2 separate regions of the Capsicum annuum genome follow, and region 1 is linked to region 2. A link is a contact called in public Hi-C data. All regions are on one chromosome and are shown on one strand. Each heading gives the region's core, a stretch centred on a gene start, on an enhancer-like site or on the middle of the called end of the contact. The rest is flanking DNA. Distances are from core to core; before and after follow the strand shown.

The links. A called contact is a pair of places that touch in the nucleus more often than the background predicts.
Region 1: a contact with region 2 is called in a Hi-C map of leaf, with 2.3 times the contacts expected there. The contact joins the promoter of LOC107863867 here to the promoter of LOC107863868 in region 2. A contact is called at or near these places in 2 of 5 Hi-C or Micro-C datasets (leaf and placenta).

Annotation. Positions count from the first base shown.
Region 1 is chr3:255,771,157-255,776,602 of UCD10Xv1.1, reverse strand. LOC107863867 (myosin-binding protein 1) reads right to left here and starts at 3,604. Exons shown (of 4, transcript XM_016710043.2): 1 at 3,306-3,604; 2 at 1,708-3,162; 3 at 1-1,551. The coding sequence starts at 2,902.
Region 2 is chr3:255,527,461-255,532,567 of UCD10Xv1.1, reverse strand. LOC107863868 (probable fructokinase-4) reads left to right here and starts at 1,481. Exons shown (of 5, transcript XM_016710046.2): 1 at 1,481-2,007; 2 at 4,572-4,822; 3 at 5,015-5,107. The coding sequence starts at 1,636.

The sequences.
Region 1 (5,446 bases), core at 2,355-4,854, 240 kb before region 2:
TTTCACTAACAATAGCATTTTCCACGTCTAAATCAGCAGGCTTGTCAATGGAATCTCCATTTGATTTGGAAAAATCATTGCGTGTGGATGAAGAAATCTCCTCCTGTTGGGAATTAGTACTTCCCCCATCATCACTTTGTTTCTTAACTTGATTATCAACATCTTTCTTTATCCTTTCTGAATATCCGTTACAAGGAACATTATCTGTGGCCTGCCTGGCAGAAATTTGAGAAAGCTTTTTCTCCAAGTTCTCTAGGTGTTTTAAAATACGAAGCTTTTCATCCTCGAAGCTACACATTGAATCATTAAACTGTCTAGGTTTATCACAGATTTTGGATACTTTAACAGTTTTCGAATCTGAACTGCCACTGAGCTTGTTTTCAACATTTTCTAAACTATGATTCTCATTTAGTACATTTTCTCCTTTCAGGTATTTGTTTTCCTTCCGTGGATCCTCTGCTGCTAATTCATCTGGAAGATTATTCCTATATAATATTAACTCTTCTTCCAGATCTTGCAACTCTTTTTCCCTTTCAGCAAGGAGATCATTAGCCCTTTCTAGTGCCTCCATATCATACTCGGCTTGCTCTTCCATCATTCTTAAATACTGCAAGGCCTCCATATGAAGTGATGCCTTCTCCTCCTGCAACCTAGTGATCATGGCCATTGCCTGATTAGTGGCAATGGCGGACGCACTCCTTTCTTCCTCCAGTTCCTTGTAAAGAGCATTTACGTATCTCCGATCATGTTCAACTTGTCGTTTCAACCTATCAACAGTACTTTCACCCTCAATTTCACTGACGCTCAATCCATCTACTGATTCATTACCAGAATCATCTCTACCCATGAAGGTAGATGTTTGAAGCATATGTACCCCGTCAGACCTAGAAGCATCACTTCTTTGGTGTTCATCACCATGATCATGATTCCTAAGACTTGCAATTTGCAATTCATCCATTCCAGAAGTAGAAAGTTGGGGAAGCGACTTCATACCTTCTCCAGCGTTTGCAGAATCACCTCTCCCCATAAAGGTAGATGTGTGAAGCATATGTACCCCGTCAGAGCTAGAAGCATCACTTCTTTGGTGGTTATCACCGTGATGATTCCTAAGACTTGCAGTTTGCAATTCATCCTTCCCAGAAGTAGAAAGTTGGGGGAGTGACTTCATACCTTCTCCAGCAATTGTGGAATCATCTCTCTCCATGAAGCTAGATGTTTGAAGCATATGTACCCCGTCAGAGCTAGAAGGATCACTTTTTTGGCAGTCATCTACGTGATGATTCCTAAGACTTGCAGTTTGCAATTCATCCACTCCAGAAGTAGAAAGTTGTGGAAGCGACTTCGTACCTTCTCCAGCGTTTGCAGAATCACTAATTGCACTTGGTTCTCCAAGCCTATCTGATAGTTTTCTCCCTCTGTTTCCCAGAACGGATATATCAGCTTGATTTTTTTGGTTTGATAGGGATGGAGCACTGTCATCTAAATGATCTGGAGGTCTTGCATTATTCTTCTCGGTTAAGATGTTTCCTTCATCATTAGCTTCAGTCAATTCTACAAAATCATTTTATAAAGACAAACAAATGAAAAATAGGAATTCAGAAGTTTTTTTTATGGAATAACTCAATAGGTAAATATAATTTGCATAGACAGAACAAACAAGTGTATAAAACACACAAATACATCAATCAAAGAGAAAGATCAGCTTACCCGTCTCATGGATTTCGATACTGGATGAAGAAGATATATTGGTCACTGATATAATCTCCGAAAGTGCAGAGAGGTCTGAGACACGTGGGAGAAACATATTGGACTTTGAAAACTCTCCAGATGTGTGATGATGATCTTCTAAAAGGTTGGGTGAAGGGGTAATATTATATGATGAAATGAACGCTGGCAGCATAGAAGCACCGGCCTTAGGAGAAAGACTTTCCCAATCAAGTTCTGCTAAGCCATGCCCTATAAAATCATCAGATGTCTGACAGCTCACAGATTTGCCCGAGCTGGCAGTCTGCTGCATGGGCTGATCCAGAAGAGAAGGCTTGGATTCAGTGGACTGGTGAGGTTGATTCTCTGGAGACACAGGCTCAGTTCCTCTTTTATTTGTTATCCCTTTGCCATGTCGAACATTATCTTCTGATCTCGAATCATTTTTACCACGAGTAGCAGAACATCCGTCATCATCATCAGAAATCTGGATTTCTGACTCAGAATCTGAAGTAATCTTCAACTCCGTATATCCTACATGTGATAAGGGATCAAGAGCAGAAGCTCTTGTCCTAGGTGACTCTGGCCCAGAAATTTTATCCCTGATCTTCTTAAAGCTATCACGGCGGCTGAAACGGCTACGACCTGGTGCCCATGGCAGAGGAGGCTTGACATTGGCCTTAGAAGCTCCAAAACCAACTGAAGTTAGCTGGAGCAATCTTTGAGCACTTGATCGAGCCCTCCAAGTCTTCTGACAACAAGAACAGCTCCATGGTCCGGGAGAAGTAGGTATAAAGCTCTTATTCCACAGTTTATCAATCAAGTGTTCTGACTCTCTAACACGTATGTTCTCAGTAGCAAATGATACAAGGCATTCTTCACACATAGCACGGACATCGGCTAGATTACCATGAATATGACAAAACAGTTGAAATGATATATCCTCTTTATGGTTCCTACAAAGATTTCTCTTATAACATCCATTTTTCTTATCCCCAAGTATGTGATCAAACCTTGAACACAACATACACGGCGTCTGCAACTCATAGTAACTAGAAAATTTTGTGATCAAATATGACAGTGCCGCGTCTAGAAACAACATAAACATCAAGAACCATTCACAAGCCGCACAAGACAAGACTGTCATAAATCGCCACGGATTTCTCTGTTTAACAGATGAAATCCCTCCGGCAGCCATTGCCCACAAAAAGAACTTGTAATTCTCCAAATCACATTACATTTCCAGTGAATCAAACCAATAAAGCACTTGTTAATCTCCCAACAACAACCACAACAATTGCTCCTCAATCAAAAACTAATTGCTCCTATTCAATTTGGGGCCATTTCATATCAATTACTCAACATATATCAATTACAAAAAAGTAACCCTTCCTCAAATCTATATCAGCAATTTTGACCCTGAAAACCCAAGAAATCATAAGACAAACTCAAGAATGCCTACAAATGTAAAAAGAATAATTAATATTGACCCACAACACATACACATACATTTGCATGTAACAATATGGAAGAATAAACAAAAAATAAAACCCCAGAAAATGATTTTAAAAAATGAATTCAGATTAATTTCAAGATCATACCTGCGGATGTAATCAAGAAAGGCTGAAAAATCAGCAAAGATGATTAATTAATTGGAAAAATAAAAAGGAAAGAATTGGTTTGGTTCCAAAGGAAGAATGACCGTTGGAACCAACAGAAATTGAGATTCCTGGTTGTCTGCGTAAAACATGACACAATGCTTCGCTGACTTCTCTATCCTTCTAATTCTGCACTTCTAATTTTTTATTTTATTATTATTTTCTATATGTTTTTTTTTTTTTTCAATTTTCTGTTTAATTAATTTTGATCTTTTTTTCTTTATTTTTCTTTTCCCTTTTGTGGTTTGCAATAAAGCTGCCTACCTTACATGTCCTTTTTAATATTTTCTACACTCTTTTAAGATAAATATTGATTGTTAAATATATTACTTCCTTCCTGTTATTTTACTAAAAATAAATATCTCATATTAGTTGATCACTTATTAAATCAGTATAGAATTAATTATTTTTTTATAGTATACGTTAATGTAAACAATTACAATTTCAATGTTTATTCTTGTGTCCAATGAATATCATTAATATGGATAATGAGTAAATTAGTACAATTAATTATACAATTTGTAATTTCTTAATCACCATATAAAATAAAATATGTCCAATTAAAATAGGAAAGAGAGAATACTCACTTAGCTACTAAATAAATGGAGAGTACTCACTTAGTTACTAAATAAATGTTACTTTAGTAGTTTTCCATTTTGTTTCTTGATAAATGGTGACTTAGATTCATTAATGATGTTTTTGTTTTAAAATTATCCTAGTTTTATAATGAAATTTTACTTCATTAAAAGTCATTTCTTTCTTCAAATAGTAAAAATACCTTTTTTTTTTTTTTAGAAATGTGTAGTTTAATAAAGTATATGACAAGCTAAAACCACCACTTAATTTAAAACTGATAAAATATTAATAAAGATTTAATTGAGTGAACCGCAAATATTATATGTTTGTGAACAAGTTTAGTCAGATACATAAATTCCTTTAATCTTTTGATATTATGATTTTGGCCAAAAATAAAATGAGTGTAAATAAAAAAAAAAGATAATGATAATTAATACTGTATATTCTCCAAACGATTAATCTAACATTATATTGATCGATTTTAAATTATATTGGTGCAAAGGAAATAAAATATACTAGAAACATTTATACCTTCAACAACCCGGAGAAGAGAGTAATGTACTGAAAAAATAATTAAAGTGTCTTTAATTCGGGGTTGATTTGAATAGTTTTTTAATGTACTTCGTAGTTTTAATTTTCAAAAAGGAGTACTTAAAATTTTTAAGCGTCAAATATTTAATAACCTATGACAATTAAATTTAACCGAATTGTAAAAATGTTGCCAAAAACATTAGAAAAGTCTCATAAAATATTAGAACTTGCACACTAAAATTGTATCCGACTCTAGAAATGAACCAAAATAGTTGAAACTGCAAATCTACACTTTTAGATGTGAGTTCCCATTAATTTTTTTTTCTTCTAGAACTTTTGATAAATTTAACAATTAAAATTTGTTAAATATTTAACGACTATTGAACATTTTGCTTTTGTTAAATTTTAAAAATTGAAATTGGTCATAATAAATTTAATCGATCATCTTAAACTTCCCTTATCAAATTTAAGTGATCGGTTTGTCAGTTTCTCGCAATGTAATTCTTCGAGAAATAAAACTAGGAGAGAGATACATATTTATTCCATACTTAAAAAAACAAAGTTTGATTTATTTAAATTATTACTAATATATATATAAATGGGTTGGGAAGCAGCTGGGTATTGTCGTGTCAGCTTGTCGATCAAGCTCACTTTTTATATATTATTATTTTATTCTATTTTAGTTTGTCTGTCGTATTTTTTATTTATTATGCATTTAAAAATTTTATAAAAGTTTTTATAAATTACATTAATTAACGATTTAAGATACTTGAAGGACATAAAAAAGTTTATTGACTCTCGAAATTCTATTGGCCCCATAAATTGAAACATAAGAAGCAATATATATTATTTAAAAATAACGTAAAAATATCATAAATGACAATAATTTACAACTTAAAATGTTATCGACATATAAAAAATTTGATTGATTCACCATATACTATCACAATCACATAAATTAGGATAGGAGTAACAAA
Region 2 (5,107 bases), core at 232-2,731:
CAGTTGATTGCTCCGTGATTTTACTATATCACTCTTAATTAATCATTATATGTTATTTACGTATTAGAAAATTAATAATATTTAATAAAAAAATAAAATAGAAATTTATGACATGTCTGCTTCAGCTGCTTCAATCGTAATTTTACTATATCATCTCTAATTAATTATTATAAGTCATCTAAGCATTAAGATATTAATATTAAAAATTATTATAAAGTCATCTAAGTATTAAAAAATTAATAATATTCAATGTTAAATTAACTTGATGTCTTATATGAGGCCCGCCCATTTTTTTTACAAATATTTTTTACAGTGATTTTGTCATATCACTTCAAATTAGTTATTATAAGTCATTTAAGACATGTCTGCTTCGCAGCTTCAATCGTGATTTTACTATATCACCTCTTATTAATTATTATGATCATCTAAGTATCATGACACTTAAATTGGAATAGAAGAAAAAATATTATAAATCACAATGATTAAAAAATTAAATTATTTTAAAAAATATAATTGACTATCAATGACAAAATTTTGAACAAAGAGAGCAACATATATTATTTGTAAATTACATAAAAAATATTATAAATTACAATAGTTAACAACTTAAAATATCTATAAAAAAATTAATCTGCTATATATTTTTAAAAAACATAAAAAATACTATAAATCACAATATTAACAACTTAAAAAATTTAAAGGTCAATCTGCCTGCTTGCACAACTTCATTGGTCATATCCCTTGCTTTCATTTTTTTCATCCATTTTAATTTATTTGTCTTACTTTTTTTTTTAATCTGTTATATATTCCAAAGAAATACGTAAAAAATACCATAGATCACAATAATTAACAACTTAAAAAATTTAAACGATAGAAAATATTTGGTTAACTCTCGAAATTATATTAGTGCCACTTAAAATAAAATAGTTAAAAATATAGTTGACTATCAATATCATAAATTTGGACAAGGAGAGTAACATGTATTATTTGAAAATTACGTAAAAGTATTATAAATTACAACAGTTAACAACTTAAAATATCTAAGAAAATCAATTTGTTATATATTTCAAAAAATACATAAAAAAATTTATAAATCATAATAATTAACAACTTAAATTTTTGTAAGGATATAAAATATTTGATTGAGCTCTCAAAATTATAGTAGTGCCACTTAAATTAAAATAAAAAAAAAGTATTATAAAATTCAATAATTAAACACTTAAATTATTTTAAAAATATAATTAACTATCAATATCACAAAAAATTGAACAAAAAGAGTAACATATATTATTTTAAAATTACATAAAAATTATTATAAATTATAATAATAAATTATAATAATTAATAATTTAAAATAATTAAAAATATATTAAATATATAATTAATTATCTAAATTCTATTTATGTTAACCAACCTTTCAGCTTTACTATAGTCTCCTGACGATTTTTCTTCTCTTCTTTCTTTGTCATGTACGTGTACATATTATATCATTTTTTGCCTTATTGTATAAAAAAATCCATTATCCTATTCCCACTTCATTTCCATTTTCGCCATATTAACTTTGCCTTGTCTGCACTCTATTCCCGTGGATTTCCATTTTTTGCCCTTTGATTTTTTGTGCTGAGCATTACGTGAATGCATCATCACGCCATCATATCCAATTGTGCAGCAACCCACCACAATGCCTTGTTATTCACTCTCAGTCCTTCCATATACCGAAACCCTAGTTCTTCTATAATCCCCCGACACAGAAACAAGTTTGGTTATTCAATTCTCAATTGTCGAGGCATTGAAATTTCTATCCCTAAACTCCGTGGCCCTAATAATAATGGCTTCTCCACAAAATTCACAAGTATCGCCGCCGCTGCTGCTGTGAAAGATATTGATATTGCCACTCTTGGAAATCTCTGTGTCGATATTGTTCTCAATGTCCCCCAATTACCTCCTAAGAATTTACAACTACGCAAGGCCTATATGGAACACTTGTCTAAATCCCCTCCCGATAAGGTTCGTTTTTTCTTACTCCCTCCGTTTAAAAATGAATGACCTACATTAATAGAGTGCACAACCAAATTATTTGTAGTCCTAATTTTTTATTTTTTTGGTAACCGTGTTGTTGGGCCAGCTTGCGTGCACCTGCCACCTCCCACCTCCCACCAGCAACAGCTTCTAGGTAACTCTGTCCACCAAGGCTAGAACACGTGGGAAGAAAACACCAAGTGTTTGTCTCTGCTTAGGAATTGATCCTAAGACCTCATGACGCTCATCCCAATTTCATTGAAGCACTGGGCCACACCCTTGGGTGTAGTCCTAATTACCCAACAACATAGAGTGTAGAGTGTATGCAGACCATACCCCTTCCTTAGAGATAGGAGGGTTATTTTCAATAGACCTTGGCTCAAGAAAAACAGTCCAAATAAGTTCAGAAAAAGAAATAATTGGATTTCAAGAAACAATAGATAGTAACTAAAAACAACAGATAGTTCTGACAATACTACAATAAGACAATGTGGTAGTGGAAGTACGAAGAAACAACAAATAGTAACAAATCTAAGGACAATTACAAGCATTGCACAAGTTACTATCTGTGGGTAGTCCTAATTACCCAAAAACACAAAACTTTGCCACGGATAGTTGATGTTAATGTGAGGTATAGTTTTATAGTAGTGATAGTTGAAGAACATACTATAGTAGTTGAAAATTTTAATTGATCGAGAAAACATACATCAAGTGTAAAATTGAATAGTTTAATGTAATCGAAATATGTTAGAAATGTCAACATCTTGGATGTCTTGAAAGGAAAAGAGTGTAATAGTAGGAAGTCGTTAAAACCCCTAGTGAAAAGAAAATGAAAATGAACTGGGATGGAAGGAGTACTAAGACAACTCAATGGAGTTTTCAAGCACAAAAGCTTCAATTATGCTATTTACGGTACGAATTGGACCATATGGATTTTTGAAGAGTTGAATAAGTAATTAGTGTATGTTGATGGTTGTTTTTGTGAGTTTTGAATACATAACTTTCCGTCTATAAAACTATTAATTTTGTAAATAGATGTTATTAGCTGCCAATTATTTTATCCACAATGTTGCTATTAAGTTGTGAAAACACTAGTTATTGGAGCACCAAAGGCTTTAGTAATGCATTTCTTGAAAATTTGGCCTGAATATGGTTGAGCTCCTTTGCATCTTAGATGAACGACCTAGTTGATATTTGGCCAATCTTTTCCGAGGTCAAAAGTGCTCTTTTTTTAAAAAATGAGGTTCTAAGCCAAGTTTTTTGGGGGAGAAAACAAGTGTTTTGGGGGAGTAGCAGAGGCTGTTTTCAGTAGCTAAAAAGGTAGTTTTCTCCGAAAGCACTTTTGAAAAAAATACACTTAGAAGCACTCTTTTAAAAGCTTGACCAAACACTAATTGGGGCTCAAAACTGCATTTTTAATTGATTGGCCAAATGCAAACTGCTTCTCACCAAAAGTACTTTTTTGAAAAGCACTTTCTGAAAAGAACACTTTTTAAAATAATCTGATTTTAGAAGATTGGACAAACATGCTATAAGTTTATGCACCACATTTTGCTCCCAATGATGTGGCCATGTGGTCAATGAAGTTGGAAAGTAACCGGTAATTCTCACGTTCAAAATCATTCATGTTCAAATTCCAGCAAAGTACAAAAAGAAACACTAGGTGATTCCTTCTCATTGGTGGGTAGAGTTACTTGGTACCTGTGTTGATGGAAGATACCACGTACTCAATGGAATAGTTGAGGTGTGCTCAAGCTGACAACACCACTGTCATAAACAAAATTCTATGTACCACAATTTGGGTTCGAGCCCACTATTTTAACAAAATAAAATGTGTGGTTTAAATGCTTGGATGCCATCATCTTTGAAAGCTGCACATTATCCTATGTTGCAACAACAACAACAACAACATGCCCAGTGTATTCCCACATAGTGGGATCTGGGGAGGGTAGAGTGTACGCTGACCATACCACTACCTTAGGTGAAGTAGAAAGGCTGTTTCCGATAGACCCCCGGTTTAGAACCGATAACAGTATAACAAATACAAAAGATAAGTGCATATAAACTAGTACGGTATGCAAAATAATACTACAGCCACAAGATAATACTAAGAACTATCTAACCAAAATCATAGACATCACACAACACCACGAACAAGAAACTACAGACACAAGAACGCTCACTTATGCACTCCCACCCTCTAACACTCTACCCTAATCCGCGCCCTCCACACCTTCCTATCAAGAGCCATGTCCTCCGTAAGTTGTAACTGCTCCATATCATGCCTAATCACCTCAGTTCCAATATCAGAGTTTTGGAATGTAGGGTAATAACTTATTCACAACTCACTAGCTCTTGATATTTAGGCCTACATATGGTTTCTAGACTGCTTCAGTTAAATTGGAATATAGAAATATTGAAGAATTATCTGCACACCAGTATAATGACGCTGAAGATGTGTGGTATTAGCATCCTGGCATCATCATTTTATATTATTTCCTCTTCTTTGTATCCAAGTAAAGTGATATTTGGAGTATCTGACCCTGTTTCAGCTGTACTGGGAGGCAGGTGGAAACTGCAATGTGGCTATAGCAGCAGCAAGGCTTGGCCTTCACTGCATTTCCATTGGTCATGTAGGCGATGAGATCTATGGACGCTTCCTCATTGATGTGCTAAGTGATGAGGGTATTAGTATAGTTGGGATGAATGAGCAAAGTGAAGCACTTAATCTTTCAAGTTCTAACAATGAGACACTACTATGCTGGGTGTTAGTGGACCCTTTGCAGAGACATGGTTTTTGCAGGTCCTTTTGATCTTGCTTTATCCCCTTTTTGTTTCCCTTTAATTCTTCTTCACCCTCTCATTTGGTGTATAGTTTCTTGGTCATTGTTTGGTCCACTTTATTTTACCGGCAGAAAGTTTCATACTCTTTATTTTATAAGATAAGGTAAGGAAAGGATCATAGGCTAACCTTTAAGATGTTAATGTCTTCCAGTCGTGCAGATTTTAGTGCAGATCCTGCTTTCAATTGGATGAGCAGACTACCTACTGAAGTAAAGTTGGCTATTAAAAAATCAAAGATCCTCTT